Regions from separate parts of the Xenopus laevis genome. Here region 2 is linked to region 1. Evidence: chromatin contacts called from public Hi-C data. All regions are on one chromosome and are shown on one strand. The core of a region is the stretch at or near the end of the contact, and the rest is flanking DNA. Distances in the headings are between cores, read along the strand shown.

Region 1 (6,276 bases), core at 2,674-5,173:
TATTCTATACAGGTCATTAGAGAAAGTGTTTGATGTTGACCTGTTAATTGTATTGAGTTGTGAAACACAATATCTGGAAACTGTATGATGAAAGAACATCTTTTGGAAAGTTTCGGAATAAACTTAGACAAACATGAACACATTGTTTAAGGTGCTTGAGCTAATATCTTTGCTTTATTACAGATTTGGATTCATATTATTTATGTGTGTGTGCATATATATTCAGGGCCGGATTTACGTAGTGGGCGCCCCTAGGCCACTGCCATTCGTCGCCCCTGTCCCCTCCCCTTTATTCATGGAAATGTTCATCATCTGGACTGGAGCAAAGGGGATTGGCGCATGGGAATTTAAAAAACGATTGTATCTCCAGCGCATCCCTGGTGTTTTTGAACCAAAGTGAGTGTGGTTGGGAAGCATGCTGCCCCACTAAAATCCTGCCGCCCTAGGCCCGGGCCTAGGTGGCCTTTCCACAAATCCAGGCCTGTATATATTTATATATATATATATATATATATATATATATATATATACTGTATATGTATCTATATATATATATATTTATATATATATATACTGTATATATACTGTAGTTACATTTTAGTGTAACAGAGGACTACACTAGAAAATGGAAGATATTACACATAATAAGGATGGCTGGAGATTGGGTTTACTGGAGTGAAACCACCTTTCATTTTCCTCTAAAAAAAAAAAAAAAACCCAGCAAATGTTCTATTTTTTTCTACCATAAATGAGTCTTCTGAATGCTGACAAACTTTACCCTATATATATACTGCCATCCTTAATATGTGCATGCGCCGCAGAGTAAAATCTTACGTTTTTTTTTAATGTCAGCACAAGGGATGCCTTGAATGAATACATAGATAAATAAATCAATTGGTATATCTAGGGATGCCTAACACATTGGCACTAAAAGTCACATTTATAGCTATATGTGGCACATGCCCTTGGGAACAGTGACCATATATAGAGAAAATTCTATAGAAGCTGTGGAACTATTGAGTAAATTGAAAGCAAATCTCTCAAAATGTAAATCCTGATAAAATAATAATCTTGATGGGGCATGAAAAATATTTGGCATCTAGAGTTCTAAAAACATACAAAAAATGCATTCTAATTTCTGTAGCAAAAAGACAAACTAAAGTAACTCTTTTTGTTGCAAATGGCCCTAATAGTGAGGTTGCCACACAGAACTAAATTTTCAGACAGTTTGTGCCAAGATGGTTAAATGCCTTTATGCTCCAAACTACCGAACTGCGAATGGTTTGATAAATTCAGATGCTCTCATTTCCAGAAATTGTATAAAAACTTGAGCTTGTTGTAGAAATACAAACCATCATAAATGTTATTGTTGCACTTCTGAATAGTTACCCCCTAGACACTTAGGGGCACATTTACTATTGGTCGAATATCGAGGGTTAATTAACCCGCGATATTCGACCCTCGAAGTAAAATCCTTCGACTTCGAATATTTTTTTAAAGAGATAGTACTTCGACTATCGAATGGTCGAATAGTCGAACGATTTTTAGTTTGAATCGTTCGATTCTAAGTCATAGTCGAAGAAGCCAAAAAAAAAACTTTGAAATTCAAAGTATTTTTCATTCTAATCCTTCACTCGAGCTAAGTAAATGTGCCCCTTAGGGTTATTTATTAAAATTCGAATTAATCTACTAATTAAAATAAAAAAGCTTGATCAAACTTCCTTTGCCGATTTTGCCTTACTTAAAATATAACTGTAATAAATCAAATCAGGAAAAAAACGCTATAAAATCGAGCAAAAACCCAAATCATACTATTTTTCAGACTTTTCCCCCCGAATCGCTCCATTTTTTTTCGTGTTTTTGCCCAAATTTATCAAATTATTGGGCTAAACCCACTGAAGACCACACTATCTGCAAATTGGGAAAGGAACATCACCCATTGACTTGGACAAGACCTCGACACAGCTAAGATCTGAGGGTTTTCAGATATTGCTTTTTGCAGCATCGGGGTATAATGAATCTCGAAAAAAATCTATTTTTTTTTTCCATGCAAAATTAAAATTTTTGCCCCAAAAAGCCTGACCAGATAAATTTGAGTTTAGTAAATAACCCCTAACAGTATATATAGGATTATCCAACTATGTTGCAAATTGTGTTTGAATTTTCTTGGCTTCTGCAAACTATTAGGATTGGTTTTAATTTTTTATTATTTGTGGTTTTTGATTTATTTAGCTTTGTACTCGGCAGCTCTCCAGTTTGCAATTTCAGCAATCTGGTTACTAGGGTTCAAATAACCCTAGCAAACATAAATTGAATTGCATAAGATACCAGAATAAGAATAGGAGAGGGCCTAAACAGAAAGATGAGTAATAAAAGTAGCAATAACAATAGATTTTTAGCTTTAAATAGCATTTGTTTTTAGATGGGGTCAGTGACCCCCATTTGAAAGCTGGAAAGAGTCAGAAAAAAATGGCAAATAATTCAAAAACTATAAAAATTAAGGCCAATTAAAAATTAACTTAGAATTAGGCTTTCTATACCATATTAAGGGGCAGATGTATCAAGGGTCGAATATCGAGGGTTAATTAACCCTCGATATTCGACTGCCGAATTAAAATCCTTCGTCTTCGAATATCGAACGATTCGAAGGATTTTAATCCATCGATCGAAGGATTATTAGCCTTCCCCATAGGCTAACATTGGCCTCGGTAGGTTTTAGGTGGCGAACTAGGGGGTCGAATTAAATTTTTAAAGAGACAGTACTTAGATTATCGAATAGTCGAGCGATTTTTAGTTCGAATTGAAGGTCATAGTCGAAGGTCGAAGTAGCCAAAAAAAACATTCCAAATTCGAGCTATTTTTCCTCTATGCCTTCATTCGAACTTAGTGAATGGGACCCTAAAAGTTAACTTAAAGGTGAACCACCCCTCTAAGGGTTCAGTTCAGCCAGGCAGTAGAACTGTTGTCTCATTATTAGGATTTGTTATATCCATACTGTAAATGCAACAGGAGTACACATTCTGAAAATATCAGTATGTATCAATATGGATAAATACTTCTTTGTACTCCAAACTACCTGCAGGGCTGCTTTCTTACATCATTTCCAAAATTGGACTTAAAAAAAATGAAGTGGAAACTCCAGAAAAGACAAGAGAAAAAAGAATGATGTAGCTCTGCTTTGAAAAGACCAGAGATTGATCTGGTCTTTTCTAAGCAGAGCAACATCATAAGAATGTCCTCTTTTTTTCTAAAATTGTCTCCTGTTAGTCTGGTTGGCAGAACTGAGCAGCAGGTGGCACTGTTGTCTCAGTTTAATCATATTAGTGTAAATATTGCCATTATCTTGAAAGGGTGAAATGGATGTAGACACAATTTTCAACTGATCTTCATTTTTTTAAATTATTTTTAAATTATTAAGCTTTTTGTCCGGCAGCTCTTCAGTTTGGAATTTCAGCAGCTATCTGGAGATTAGTCCTAGCATCCAGGCAATGATTTGACTGATGGTTTGGAAGAATTATAGCAGAACCTGATTAGAAAGATAAGTAATAAACAACAAGTAACAATGAACTCTCAATTTTAACTACAGGTGTAAGTGACCCCCAACAAACAAATATCATTGCAAGCTGGAAAGAGGCAGAACAGGTAGCCAAATAATTCAAAAAGTAAAAAAAATGGAGACAAACTGAAGGATTACTAAGGATATGCCATTCCATTGTATCTTAAAGTTAACCCGAAGCTCCCACCAAAGAGAATCTTACAGCAGCCCCTCTAGCATTTCCAGGCCAAACCTGAGTGTGGTTGTAGATTATCTGTTTCTTAGCATAGTTATGGTAAGTGCATATTAAAACATGGAAAACCATTAGGTAGTATGTGTGGGATGAATTGAGGTGTTAGGTAAAAAAATAAAAGGACTTATGTTAAAGGATTGAATGAAAAGCTGGATGTTAAGTGATCTCTTGAAAGCCTGGAGGCTTTGTGAGTACCAATGGGAAGGGGGATGGAGTTCCAGAGGATGGGTTCCATATGTGAAATGTCCTGGATGTGGGAATGTAAATAAGTAATGAGTGAGGAGGACAGAAAGAGGTTATATGTTACATCTTGGGTTATACTTGGTAATTAGAGAGGTAATGTATGGCTGTGCAACATTGTCGACTGCTTTGTAAATGAGTATAAATACCCTCTGTGTATGACAGCTAGCCAGGACAATCTATGATGATATCTTTAAGGGGGCTCCTTTTGCCTATGTATTAGAGCTCACTTTATTAAAATCACCAGAAATCCTGTCTCTCTACATGCAGGGTTTGTGCCAAAGTCAGTTATTCTGTTTGACCTGGAATACGCTATATGATTAAGCTCTAATCTTCTCAGAATCAAAAATCTTTTCAGAATTTTGATACATTTGTATAAAAACCGCTACATTCAGACAAGCTCTGTTTGGTAGTTAGGAGTAGAGAGACATAGTTACCCCTTTTGGAATCAGCAGCTTGAATTACTGGGGGTGAACTATGAGAAATGGATATTCATTTAAGGCTTGTTGTTTGAAATGACTGCATTCTGACAAAATGACACACTGATCCACATGACAAATATTTGTTCATATATTTCAGACGGTTAGGACATTTTTTGTAAATGAGCCAAAATTTAGGCTGCTGAGAATCTTGTAGGACTCCCCAATTTTATAAATTGTCCCTATTATATATTTCTACTATGGACTTATTTTATTAACTTGTTTCCAGAATTCAGGCCATAGCACACCCAACTGCTTTTAGCTAGAACATTTCAACTGGCAGAAAAGGGCCCTAGACTGCCTAGTTGTGGACAGGTGTCAGTGTTTTCAACTTAAAAACTGTTACAGAGCATTTTTAGAGCAAACTGCTGATTTTTAAACATAGGTTTTAAATGGCAAAAGTGCAGGTGCTCAGAGCTGCCAATCCTGTCTTCATTTTGTAACTAATTTCTTACTGTTTGCTATAGACAACTGCACTTTTGCAATGTACCACATATCTGTTTGTAAATCAGGCCCAGAAAACTTACTACGCCTTAACTTTCACATGATTCCCATTCAAATCAATTGGAGCAGAGGGTGGCGATTAGGTCAACTGATACATGCAGATGAAAAGAACTGTGTGCGCCACAAACTTTGCCTTATTTTCACCTCTGGGCTTGGCCATTGACAAAGCCATGAGTTATCAGGTGATGTTAGGCAAAGGCCTCTGAATCAGCTTGATTGTCTGCAGAATATTTTTACAGTTTTCCATAAAACGCACACAGCAAATTTCTCTCTGCCAGCAAACACAGATACCAAACTAAATGTGGCCTTTAACATAACTTAGTACATGCTTCATTTCTTTTTTCTTTGTACAGATTCAAACAACATCTTTTAAGATTATGCCAATGAGCAGAACACTTTAGTTACTACTGTTATGGATAAACCAATGTCAGACTATCAGGTAATATTTATATTTAACTTGCTTCTAGCTTCACTTGGTTGCAGTTATTTCCCATCTTGTGTTATATTTGGGATCTTCTGGTACATGTATATTCTACAGCTGAAACCATATTTCGATAAATAATACTTTTTAGTTCTTTCCATAGACATCACCACCTATGTCAGTAAAACGGAATCCCCTCCAGTTACTATTCCTGATGAAGGTAAGGATTTTTTTTTTCAAAATTGTAATCTTGTTTAACAAAACCAAATCAAATAAATATTATTTTCCAAAACATATTAAGGGTTTCTATGATGTTGCAGGGTACACTTGTGGTTTTAGCCTTATCAAGCGTACAAGAGTGCCTGCTGATTGAGTTTCCATGGAGCTGTTACCACCTTGAAGGTAGAGGTAATTCCATGGTTCAATAGGAGCAAAAGGCTTGCGCCTAAAGAATCACACGCAGGCATAATTTAAACACTGAATGACACAATCCCAACTTCCAATTGCATCCTCGATTCGTCAATTGTGATACATTTTTAAGTTCTCAAGACATTATATAAAGTAACATTTGCTATAATAGCATAGGACAGAGAATGCACAACCCATTACTATACAAGCTAGAACCAAAACATTTACTAACATCCTTGTTACTCTTTCCATTCAGGAAATGACACTTAAATACAATTGTTTTGCCCTGGACAAAGCGCCCAACAAAACCCTAAAACACATGACAGGTCATTTATTATTCACCAGGGTGCACACCTTGGGTGGGCGATATCCGGCTAATCTGATAGTTGGCCCTAGGTCCAAACAGTCAAATTCAGGTCTGAACTAGTTGTCAAAA
Region 2 (6,175 bases), core at 1,430-3,929, 180 kb after region 1:
TCTAAAATAGACTTATCTAGAACCTGCACAGTGCATCCTGTAGGACATTATCTAAACTCTCCAGCTTCTCTGGGGTTTCTGCGTGTGCATGAATTCAAACATCTTGACGTTAGAGACTACAAACAGTAATTCACATACTGTATTTTACAGTGCAAAATATATACCCTTTACCACTATCTACGTGTAACAGAATGTAACAGGGACACATATGAAATAAGAAAAAATACAGATGTTCTTTTTGTTAACGGCAGAATCTGACTCTTAAAAGACATCTCTTATGACAAAATTGTTTCATTACATTCTGGCCTATGCACATGGATTAATTGAGTAATTGGTGGGCGCATTGAAGATTCATCCCCATTGCCCTTACTATGCCCAGATCCTTAACTAACTAACCTATGCGCCATAGTATTTCTCAGTGCTTAATCCCACCCCCTCCCCGCGCCCATCTAGCCTGACATGAAATGTAATTATATAGAGAGGCTGTAGAGAGGCTGTCTGGGCCACTCAGCTCCCCAGCCCCCTCCCAAGGGGTCTGCTTCCTCAATAGTTACACCACTGCCCATAGCCAAAGGACAATAATATCAGTTCTATATTAAAATCCCAAATCTACTTCCAATGCCAATTTTATTAACCATTTATTAATAACCGTAAGCTCCCACTGCTTTCCTACCATAGTAAATAACATGGGTAATATCTCTGAGATGAGCACCAAGGAGGTCCTTGTCTTGTCTTGCTTTTCACATCGCCAATTTGTGGGAAGGCCATAAAGGCAATGGTTTAGGGCAGCAAAATCCTAGGGGGGGCATCAGCACTGAGTACTGAGGAGGGATTCAAATAGGTGTCAAAATCTCCTGTCTGCTCAATCCTCAGTGCAGCCAGGGCAAGAGTGGGCATGAGGTAGGAGTGCATGATGGAGTGGTAAAAGTGGTAAAGTGCGAGAGCATTGTTGTAACAATCCATAATTGGGTTAAGCACTGTTCACCTTAAAGGAGCACTAAACCCTAAAAATTTGTATGGTTAAAAATGCCATTTTTTACATACTGAACTTATTGTACCAGCCTAAAGTTCCAGCTTCTCAATAGCAGCAATGATCCAGGACTTCAAACTTGTCACAGAGGGTCACAATCTTGGAAAGTGTCTACGAAACTCACATGCCAAACTCAGTGGGCTCTGAGCAGCTGTTGAGAAGCTAAGCTTAGGGGTCGTCACAAGTTATCAAGCAGAAAATAAGGTTTGTCTGTAATATAAGCTGATGCTACAAGGCTTATTATTGAATTCTAGTCCTAATTGCACTGGTTTCTGAGCTAACTGTACTGTATTAAGTACTATCCAGCTTTATATTGTCACATTTCTATTTTGTATATACAGTTTTTTGTGAGTACGTCCCTAAGCTCAGTAAGTGACAGCAGCACAGAGCATGTGCAGTGAATCAGCAGAAAAGAAGATGGGGAGCTACTGGGGCATCTTTGGAGACACAGATCTTCACTGCTAAAGGGCTGTGGTTGCTTTGGACTAGTACAGAAGCCCAACACATAATGCACAATATTTCTACCCTACTTTTTTAGTTAAGCTTTAGTTTTACTTAAGGTGCAAATTTTCCCAGTGCAGGTAAATGAGCCTGGCACCAGTCCAAATTAGGTAATAGATTACTGAAAAATTTAAGAAGGCCCTACATGTATAGATGAAATAAAATGAAATGACAATGGTTGCTTCAGTGATTTGAAAATGCCAATGCACCATTTTGACAGATAAGGAAGTGAAACAATAACACAGAAAAGCAATACTGTTTGCGGACCCTTGTATGCCCTCTTTCCATTTAGCCTGTGGGTCAATAAGTCAGAGAGTATAGGAAGTCAGTTCATGTAAGGCGCATTAAAACATATTTTTTCTATTGTATTTTTCTTTTTCCAGGTATCTTCTACTTAATGGGGATAGAACTTATAGCATGGCTAATACCTCAGTAGGTAAGCCTAGTCTTATTGTATTATATAACGTGGGTTACCACCTTTTCTGGAAAAAAATACCGGCCTACCTATATATTTATCATTTTTCCCTATTAATAACATTGGGATCAACCATCATTTTTACTGGCCCGGCCAGGTGGCAACCGTATATATAACTTATGGCATGGCTAGTACCCCAGTAGGTAAGCCTAGTAATATTGTGTTTCAGTCTCAGACACGTTGTTTACATTTGGTCATGTTATAAGATTGATCTTTTTTTTTATTGATTATGTGATTGTCTTACTTTTGGGAGTGCAAATTACATTTTTCTTTGGACACCGGGAGCATCAAAAAGCAAAGTGGATTGGTTGATAGAATTATACTTAATTAATTAAAATCGAAGACCATGTGACCATGTGAGTAGGTGCAGCTACAAACTAACTACTGGATTTGCAATCTAGTTTGCTGCCACAAGCACACAAAGGGTCAGCTTCATCAGAAGGCACTTGCTTTATGTCTGCACATATTTAAACATATTGTTCACGCATTTGAATGGGGAAAATGATCTTATGAACTACGGCTCCATCATGTGGACAATCCTAGTAATACATGAAGAACAACATTTTTTTTTGTTTTCATTTATAAATAATCCTATTTATAATATTGTGTTTTACTGGCTGGGCTATAATGATGAAATTGGGGCACAACCTCAAAGCATTTACATTTATGTATTTATGTTCTGAGCTTCAGTTTGAAAGTAAACATTGATATGCAACACGCAGATGCTGTCAGGCTTCTAAGATGATTCCAGGCTAACCTTATCTACTTAGCCCAGCCATTCTGTATAGTTTCAAGGTAAGTTTGTTTATCAGACCTGTGAGACAGCAAAACTGAGCAACACTGCCAGCTCCAAAGGAACGTTTGTGTGAGATCAGTCCTGTTCCTCAGCTACATAATTCAGGCATGGAACAAGGTAAGATGTTTTTATATATTTACTTCTTTATTCTTACGTAAGTTTGCTCCTTGTCAGCAGCATACAGAGCAGCCTGGGATGAGAGGCTTGCACATTTATTCACTGTTCTGTCAAAAGGCACAAGGATATTCCAGTAGGCTAATGGCACATGGGGCACTTTGGCCATTGTCCATATCTGGTGGGAAACAGCAGCAGTCAAAATGTCTCTGCCTACTTGTCACCCCTTGTAACAATATTGAATGAAAAGTGCCCAGTCATATGAACCGTCATGCTAAAAACATTCACAGGGGACCCTCTGCTCAACAGGCTGCAGCTGTCAGAGAAGGGAATCTGGGGTAATTGGTATATTTTCCATCTTGAGTTGAGGGAAGGGATTGAGAGCAATAATGTAGATTGTAATAGAAATAGTTTTTGTTTCCCTACTGAAATCTTTTTAAAGGGGTTGTTCACTTTTAAGTTAACGTTAAGTTAAGGATGTCTTATTCCTAGCAACTTTTCAGTGGGTCTGAGTCAATTATATGTCGAAATAATTTGACCCCAGCAACCAAAAACCTATTCCCCTGTGAGGCTAAAATTTTATCGTTATTGTTACTTTTTATTACTAATCTTACTATTCAAACCCTCTCCTATTGCCTGGGTAACCTGGACCCTAGCAACCAGATATCTGCTGAAATTGCAAACTGGAGAGCTGTAGAATAAAAAGATAACTAATTCAAACACCATAAGAAATGAAAACCAAATGCAATGTTTAAAATATCAATTTCTGCATCATCCTAAAAGTGAATTTAAATCTACTACTGTCAGGAGCTAATAAAAACAACAAAGTTGTTTCTGCATTATCCCCCGTCTACTGTGGATTTATGTTCCATGCTCTCAGCAGAACCAATCCCTCCACAAACAAAGGGAAAGCCAAGAGAATGATGCTTTCTTCACAGTCACTAAGATAACAGGGATGGTTTGCTCCTGCAAAACACTGTATAATTACCTGAAGCTTCAGCCTCAGCTTAAAATGCCTCATTATTATTCTCAGTAAGCACACATACCCAGGGCTCCATTTGATCTTGTAGGGGTTAAATAATGGCCAGTCTGACCAGGGGTGTAACTATAGAGGAAGCAAACTCTGTGACTGCAGGAAGGCCCAAGAGGTATAGGGGCCCCATGAGGCCTTAATGCATAAACAATTTCAATAAATATTGGTAAAACAGTTCAATGGAAATTCTGGGTCCTAAAAAATAATTTGCTGTGGGGCCCAGTAATATCTAGTTACACCACTGAGTCTGGCCATTATTGATTTCAAAATACTTGACTCAAACCCAATCTTAGCTACGTTCAAATAATGAATGATTACTTTAAAAAATAAATGCCTTTGGAAAAAATAAATTAAGCAGGGAAAGAAAAAAAAACCTCAAATGTAAGAAATGTTTTTGTTTTCTGTTTAGGAAGATGTTGGTCCATTGTATATTGCTCCTGGTATCAATCAAAGCCAGTGGATATGCCAGCACATGTAGGAATCAATATGAATGCCCCAAAGATAACCAGGAAGTCTATACAGATCCCACACTAACTGAGATACCCAAGTCTCAAAAGAATCAAAAAGTGACTGAGATTTTCTTTGTGGAAACCGGGATCTCTGTAATCAAGAAGGATGCCTTTCAATACATGCCTAATCTGGAGAAATTATTTTTTCTTGGTAAAAAGATCAAATCTATTGAAATCGGGGCCTTTAATAACTTAAACAATCTTAAGGAACTGGAGATATCTGGCCACGAGGAACTGGAGGATTTGGTGCCGGGAATCTTCAGGAATCTCAACAATCTGAAAAAACTTGTCCTTAAAAACAATAAAATAAAAAACGTCGGAAAGGGAATATTTGACGATCTGGAAAATTTAGAAGACCTTTTCTTAAACGCCAATGAGATCTCTTCGCTTCCGCAGCATGTGTTTGATTCACTTATTAATGTCACAGTATTGCATCTCGCCAAAAACAAATTGAATGTGTTGCCCCAAGATGTCTTCAGCAGACTCCCCAAACTAAAAACCCTACGTTTGTATGAGAATGAGCTCAGTGATCTTCCAGAAAGCTTGCTAGACAACAATCCAAGTCTGACTGAATTCAGCGTGGCTAACAACAAGTTAAAGTTGTGGCCCAAAAGACTTCTAGCCAAATCACTCAACCTGGAGAAACTCTTCTTGGAAGGAAATTTAATTGAAGAATTGTCTGACAGCCCATTCTCTGGTCTAAAGAAAATTAAGCAGCTGAAACTATTTAAAAATATCCTTCACACACTTCCAGATGAATTGACAGACAATATGCCCCTTGTCACTGAACTCGATTTGAAAGAAAATAAAATCACAACAATTCCACACGGGGCGTTTAAAAACTTTAAATCTTTAAACAAACTGATTCTTTCATCCAACCAAATTGACGCTGTCAGTAAGGATATGTTTTCTGGGCTTCAGAATCTAAAGGAGCTAAATTTAGAAAAGAATGACCTCAGGTCTGTACAAGATGATGCTTTCTCCTTGCTCAAAAATATGAAGACTCTGAGACTTGGTGGAAATAAGTTTACAAATTTGCCTTTGGGCTTTCTCCAGGCCCTGCCTTCACTCTCTGCTCTTTATTTAAAAGATAACCCATGGGTTTGTGATTGTCATCTGGAGACTTTTCATAACTGGATACAGAATAATAAAGGCAAAGCTAAAGAAACAGATAAAGTTAAATGTGCTAGTCCAATTCATCTCGATGGAACAGTGATAACATCCTTAACAACAGACGAATTGATTTGTTTGACCACCCAAAGTATAACAGTATTACCATCTACTGTCCATATAACAAGCTCTCCCTCAGTGACAACACCCTCCCACACAACACATTTTGAAGCCACAACTATGCAGACAACAACTGTGTTGCCCACGACACTTCCACTTATTACAACCAGAGAGGTCACAACTCAGATCACATCAACTAAGATGGCAACAACTATATGGATTACAACACCCCAAGAAACCACAAGTACTGCAACAACCTTTCAACTGACTCCCACCACGGAAGTGACAAGTCAGCTAATGACAACTACTGTGACAACAACACAAGCAACAACTAGATTACTTACAACCCAACCGACCAAGGAAGCCACAAGTTTTAAGGCCACAACACAAGAAATTACAACTGTCATACCCACTACAACAAATACCCCAACACAACAAATTACAACTGATCTACCCACTACAACAAATACCCCAACTCAACAAATTA

What was found. A called contact is a pair of places that touch in the nucleus more often than the background predicts.
Region 2: a contact with region 1 is called in a Hi-C map of the XTC cell line, with 5 times the contacts expected there. The contact joins the promoter of LOC121393936 here to the enhancer-like site in region 1. A contact is called at or near these places in 3 of 4 Hi-C or Micro-C datasets (the XL177 cell line, the XTC cell line and animal cap).

Annotation. Positions count from the first base shown.
Region 1 is chr5L:113,596,903-113,603,178 of Xenopus_laevis_v10.1, forward strand. tmem44.L (transmembrane protein 44) reads left to right here. Exons shown (of 11, transcript XM_041563304.1): 11 at 1-199. Among protein-coding and RNA genes, the nearest start is that of atp13a3.L, 18 kb to the right of the region's middle. Within about 2 kb of position 3,924, at least 1 of the 7 cell types and tissues checked has an H3K27ac peak or open chromatin away from gene starts, as enhancers often do.
Region 2 is chr5L:113,775,572-113,781,746 of Xenopus_laevis_v10.1, forward strand. It overlaps LOC121393936 (leucine-rich repeat-containing protein 15-like), which reads left to right and starts at 2,680. Exons shown (of 2, transcript XM_041563787.1): 1 at 2,680-2,919; 2 at 4,359-6,175. The coding sequence starts at 4,363.